Linked DNA regions of Zea mays: region 2 is linked to region 1. The links are chromatin contacts, called in public Hi-C maps. All regions are on one chromosome and are shown on one strand. The core of a region is the stretch at or near the end of the contact, and the rest is flanking DNA. Distances in the headings are between cores, read along the strand shown.

Evidence for each region. Hi-C and Micro-C count contacts between places; a contact is called where the count stands out from the background.
Region 2: a contact with region 1 is called in a Hi-C map of leaf mesophyll, with 5 times the contacts expected there. The contact joins the promoter of LOC109944788 here to the promoter of LOC100274281 in region 1. A contact is called at or near these places in 2 of 25 Hi-C or Micro-C datasets (leaf mesophyll and tassel).

Annotation. Positions count from the first base shown.
Region 1 is chr3:5,514,185-5,517,128 of Zm-B73-REFERENCE-NAM-5.0, forward strand. It overlaps LOC100274281, which reads left to right and starts at 1,566. Exons shown (of 10, transcript NM_001148645.1): 1 at 1,566-1,732; 2 at 1,830-2,071. The coding sequence starts at 1,677. LOC100193763 reads right to left here and starts at 1,323. Exons shown (of 7, transcript NM_001279875.1): 1 at 1,008-1,323; 2 at 189-316; 3 at 1-85. The coding sequence starts at 1,236.
Region 2 is chr3:5,945,411-5,948,354 of Zm-B73-REFERENCE-NAM-5.0, forward strand. It overlaps LOC109944788, which reads left to right and starts at 1,426. Exons shown (of 4, transcript XM_020550081.3): 1 at 1,426-2,325. The coding sequence starts at 2,008.

The DNA of each region.
Region 1 (2,944 bases), core at 316-2,815:
ACTCACACTTCACAACATCCATCACACGTTTGTTGTACTCATTGATGCTCAGAGGTGGAAAGAAGAAGTGCCTCCGAGCATAAAGCTGTACACCAAAAGAGAAAGAATCAGATCTTCCTATGGAAAGCAAGCTTCAACTTGACAACTAGTACACTTGTACATCAGTGTTCACACGGCCTGACTCTCACTTCATATATGCAGTCTCCCAAGTAAGCCAGTGACACCGCACTGTAGAGCGATCGGGGTTTCTTCACCACTGGCGCAGGTGGCAACCACCATTTCTCAAAGCCCATATATGTGCTCTTCTTCACCCCTCCTGTATGAACCATACTAATCACAGATCAAACATGAAGCTTATGGTGAGGAATAATTGCAAAAGGCAGACACTATCAACGGTTGAACACATCGGATTAGTTAGTTACCATCATCCCTATTCTTTCCTTAAGGTGGAGTGGCAAATAAGATATACAAGATCTTTCAGTTCTGCAGAGGTGCAAACTTGGGGGGGTGGGGGGGAGTTTATGGAAATGCTATCAACGGTTTATTGGAGGACTGAACCAAACATGCAGGTACTATGGAGTGCTAACTGGCCACTAAATCTGCACTGAGTTGGGGCAATGAAAACTCCGATCCTATTACTTCTAAAGACAGACAGCCCAATTGCTAGGAGTCTGTGTATACAGGCCTTTGCTGATTTAAGCTGGTGCTTCAGCAGATAAGGAATTACGACTCCATGTCTGAGGCCTGCATAACCATTTCTGATATCATGGTGTCTATCTTAAATAAAAAATACAGCCAATTGCATTTCTCACTCATCAATGACACAACCTACCTGACATAATTCATTTCAAACTCTCACTAACCTTATACGATAGAATTTACGAATGTGCTCATCGATTTGGTGCCCTCTCATTATTACTTACTGCAGGCACACAACACACAAAAGCGCAGAAACTTCAGGCCGCCAAGCAAAGCACGGGGCATATGGTGAGGACAGGAGACGATACCTTGCGCCTCGCTGGAGCGCGCGAAGAGATCGGCGTGGGTCAGAGGAGGCGGGCGGGCCGGGGTTGTGGTCGCGGGCGGCGGCGGCGGCTTGGCCTTGGCCTTGGAGGGCTTGGGCGTGGCCACGGTGGCGGCTCCCGGGTTCATGTCCCAGGCGGCGCAGACGCGGAGGGGTGCGCGGGCGCGGGGGTTGTGCGTCGCCATGGTCATCGTCACCGCCGCGGTGGCCATTTGCTGCTCGCGCCGGCGTCGACCGTCGAGGATACTGGACTGGATAACACAGCCGTCAAAGATCTTTTCCCCACCTTTATCCGTGGCACTTGCGGGCCCCACCTGCCATTAGCAAAACGTATCCGAGCGAATACGTTTAACAACTGCGTTGGAGTATTTCCAGGAAAACGTTTTCTGGGCCTCGTCTCGACTGAAACTCTTCGAGCCTTCGACGTGCCTCTCCTCCGCTCGTGGCCACCGATTTCACTGGCTTCATTTCGAATCATAAATTTCATCTCCTGGAGTGTTGCTTTGCTTGCTCCTGGAATCTTCGGAACCGAAGGCCACCGCGCCAACCGCCCAATTACCGAACCAAACCCTACCGGTCGCGGCTCCTCCATAGTCCATACTCTCGCGCGCCTAAACCCTAGCCATCCTCCTCGCCGCCGGCGACCGCCGCCATGAGCCGCTACGACGGCCGCGCTGCGGACGCGGGCTCCTACCGCGACCGCCGCAGGTAATTGACCGCCCCACGGTCAGGCTCTAAAGTCTGAACCCTAAGCCCTGGCCGCGGCCGACGCGAGTGACTGTGCTTCCCCTTGTGTTCCATCCAGCGAGGGGGCGTTCGGAGGCGGGTCGAGGGCGTTCTCGGCGCCGAGCAAGGCGGACGCTTCCGCGGCGGCCTCGGAGCTAGATGGGCTGCCGCGCTTCGAGAAGAACTTCTACGTGGAGTCACCCGCGGTGGCCGGCATGACGGAGGAAGAGGTGGAGGCGTACCGCCGCCGCCGGGAGATCACCGTCGACGGCCGCGACGTGCCCAAGCCGGTGCGTGAGTTCCGTGATGTGGGCTTCCCAGGTAATGATTTTGAGACTGCTGTTGCCTTCGGAAACTACACAAGTAAAAAGTTATGAATCAGGAGGTGATGGTGTTCGTCGAATGTTTGATTAGACTGCTTAGTTATGACACTAAACTCAGACCGCAAAATCTTATCCTACTACATGAGTTAGTTTAGTGTTGTGTTGATGCAACTAAATTTGAGCTTCGTGCAGCCCTCAGACTATAAGCACCTAATACAATAGAGCATTGTGTTCAAGTATGTCCAAGCCATACCATGGCGGCACATGCACATAAACAGAGTTATACGGTTGCATTTCAAGTTGTGGTCGCCATTCATCACTTTTGTGATTCCATTCAAAGAAACTGTATACACTTTATAAGACTTACAAGGAAAACCGGGTAGGGCACTGAATTTTAAAGGCACATGGCCTTTGGCAACGACTTATGGTGTGTTCCTTAGTAACCAGGTTCCCGGATCGATGGGATCGAGGAACGGGAACGTGGTACGCGGTACGCTACTAAAACTAGGATTTAACATTATTGGAACGAGATTGTTCCCATGTTCCCGAAACGGAACGAACGTTCCCGGAACGAGGAACGTGGCTAAGTTCCCAGTTCCCGGTTACTAAGGTGTGTTCTAGTGTGCCTGGGGGCGCTTTTGATTTCCTGACACCGGAGAAGGCCCTTACCATTCTAATCTTATGTCTTGGAAGCAAATACATTGATTCCTGACTTGGTGTATTCTTGTATGTCTTGGTCTACAAGTGTGTCCCTATGATTGTTTTCATTATGGATGGCCATGGTTATCATGGCGCCACGGCGAGGCGAGTTTGCCCAGCAGCAAGTATGCAACATATACCCTTTTTTAAGGCGTCGCCTAGGCGTCTAGGC
Region 2 (2,944 bases), core at 176-2,675, 430 kb after region 1:
AATCATTCTGCAGAATTATAATAGATTATTGATTCGTTTTTTTAGTCTTTGATGATAAATACATGACAATCTAAATTTTAAGTTGCTCATAATATAGAATAATAATTCTATATTTCATATTTTTAATATTATTAATTTAATAAATAATGTAATTATATTTACCAAAAGCCACATCTTTAAGCTCGAGACGAGCCGAGCCGCTCATCTCCCACCATGTCAGACCGAGCTGAGTCGGACTTAGGGGGTGTTTGGTTTCTAGGGACTAATGTTTAGTCCCTTCATTTTGTTCCATTTTAGTATATAAATTGAAAAATATAGAAACTAAAATAAAGTTTTAGTTTCTATATTTGATAATTTTGTAACTAAAGTGGAATAAAATGTAGGGACTAAAAATTAGTCCCTAGAAACCAAACACCCCCTTAGGTTGGCTCAACTCGTCACTATAAATAAGAAAAGGACATATGACTTTGTTGAAAGTTGAAATAGCACCTATTCGGCTATTCCACACGTGAGCAATATGACGTGCGGGGTGGTCAGGGAAATGATTTTTCTCCTGCCCCCATCGAGGCCAAACAAAACAGCAGGAGACGAAGACGCGGTCCCTGCACAACCTGTAGAGTTCTATCGGAGAAAACTGAAAAGCGGTAACATTTTATGTGGCCTGGGCGCCTGGCTACTCGCTTAAGCAAACAGTACGGTAGTTTGGTACATGGTTGTTGATGAACCTGACACGACGACGTCGTAAGTACTGCATCACCGACACACACCAGAACGAAAACGCAAAGCTCCAAGGCAAGGACCAAGGACAGCAGACTGAAGCTGAAGGGGATCGGCCGGACAAACGAACGCGCACGGGGCCGGGGCCACGGGGCGGAACGGAACCCCTTGCAACAGCCAACCACCGGGACCCCGACCAGGCAACCGACAGCGTACCCGGGACTGACAGCCACGCGTACGCTCCAGATTAATCCACCGGGGCGGGATAGTACGTACGCCTTGTCACACGCACGCACACTCGCATCGCACGGGTACGGCCTGAGTGACGCGGACAGCACCTGACCGCAAAGTCAGGAGGTCTAGAAGGCTAGCCCAGCGCGTACAGGCCCGTTTCACCAAACTTTTTTTAAACACTACCGTACAAGATCAGAAAAATGGGGGGAAAGGGGGGAATAATTGCATGAGAGTATCATGGGAGATCCGGTCCCTCGATCTGTATTAGAAAGCAAAATGAAATCCCTCCCACAATTAGAATAAATAAACATAAACATCCTACCTAGCGGTAGCCAACGTAATAACAGCTCCACCAACGCCAGCAGCAGGAGCCAATAATAGTGCGACGCGGTGCAGGAAGCAAGTCTGGAACCCCTTTTGATTTCCAAATAAATGCCGCGTTGAAAAAAAAAACGTGCAAGTGATTTGTGAGCCCTTGTCGTTCCCTTGCTCTGCATCTGCATGTGGCGCGCAGCTGCCCCCGCGCCGTTCGACCGGCACGGGCACGGGCACCGGCACCGGCACCGGCACCGGCACCGGCACCGGCGGTTGGTGGTGCGGTGCCAGTGGGCTGTGCGTCCACATCCAATCCCGCGTTGCCCACGCTAGCTCCGCCCACGCTAGCTCCGCCCACTGACACCCTGGCCCCGCACGCGCATATCCCCGGACCCCTCCTGCGGGCAGCTATTAAAGGCTCCGGGGCCCGCAACGGGCGGGGCCCCGCGCTGCCCTGGCCGCTTCTTCTTCTTCTTGTTGCTGTGTCTGTCCGTGTCGCCTCGCGGCAGTTGAAATTAACGAAGCCGAGACCGCGACGAGAACCGCGCTGGGCGGACACGACAGACAGCCGGACACCAGCGCAAGCGCAACGCCCGCGACACGCACGAGGAAGAAAGCCAGCCAGCCAGCCAGCCAGCAAGCAACCCCCTGCCCCGTCGGTGGCCACGGGCAGCCGCGCGCCGGCCAAGGCACAGCTAGCTAGCGAAGCAGGCCAGCCAGCCATCCAGACTCCGGCAAGGGATGGTGGTGGCGAGGAAGCCGCACGCCGGCAGCGGCGGCGGCGGCGGCGTCAGGGTGGGACCCGAGAGGCTGGAGGGCCTCCCCGCGGCGTGGCCGGGCGCCGCCGCCGCCGTCAAGGTCAAGTGGCCGGCGCCCGGGGGCGCGCTCTCGCAGATGCTGACGGGGCGGTGGGCGCGCGGGGTCACCGCCGTGGAGGCCGTCGGGGCCGGCGGGACCGTCCGATGGGATCCGCGCGACGTCAACCGGTTCAGGCTCGGCGTCGTCGGCCCCGCCGCCGCCGGCCGGCCGGAGCGCGGGGTCTTCTTCTCCGTCCTCTATGTGAGCGCTCTCCCCTCGATGATCAGTTTTCCCTTTCCGCCAAATCAATACCCCCTAGCTTAACAGTGCTACTACGGATATGATTGATTGCTCGATCTTCTTCTGGTACACTGATTTGGACGCTACGAACACGATTGGTTTTTTTTTTTAAAAGGCGTCCTGATTTCATTTCCAACTTCTACGAGACTACGACTATACCTTAATCTGCTCCATTTTTTCCCTCGCTCAAATCCTATTCTTTCTTTTTTTCAAATCAACCTGTCGTTGGTATTTCGTCGCCGGTGGTAAGTTGCGCGGAGACCATTTCCTGCTGCGAATTGGTGGAGGCTTGCGGACCGCAGCTTCGGTGGTGGAGCGCTCGAGGTCAATGCACAGCTTTCTTCCTGTTCTTTTTACCCGTAGTGGCCCGGTCAGCAAATTGGGAAGGACAAGTCAAATGTTGGGCTAAGCATCATAAACAACAGCGTAGCGTAGTGCTGAGCTGAGGGGGGAGAAAGTATTCACCTTTGCTGGGGAGCATTTGTCTAAAGTTTTTTTTCCCACTGTGTGCGTGGAAATTATCATTGACAGGGGCGGGGTCGGGTTACGTGTGCAGCTCTGGTTGGCCCGTGCGATTTGA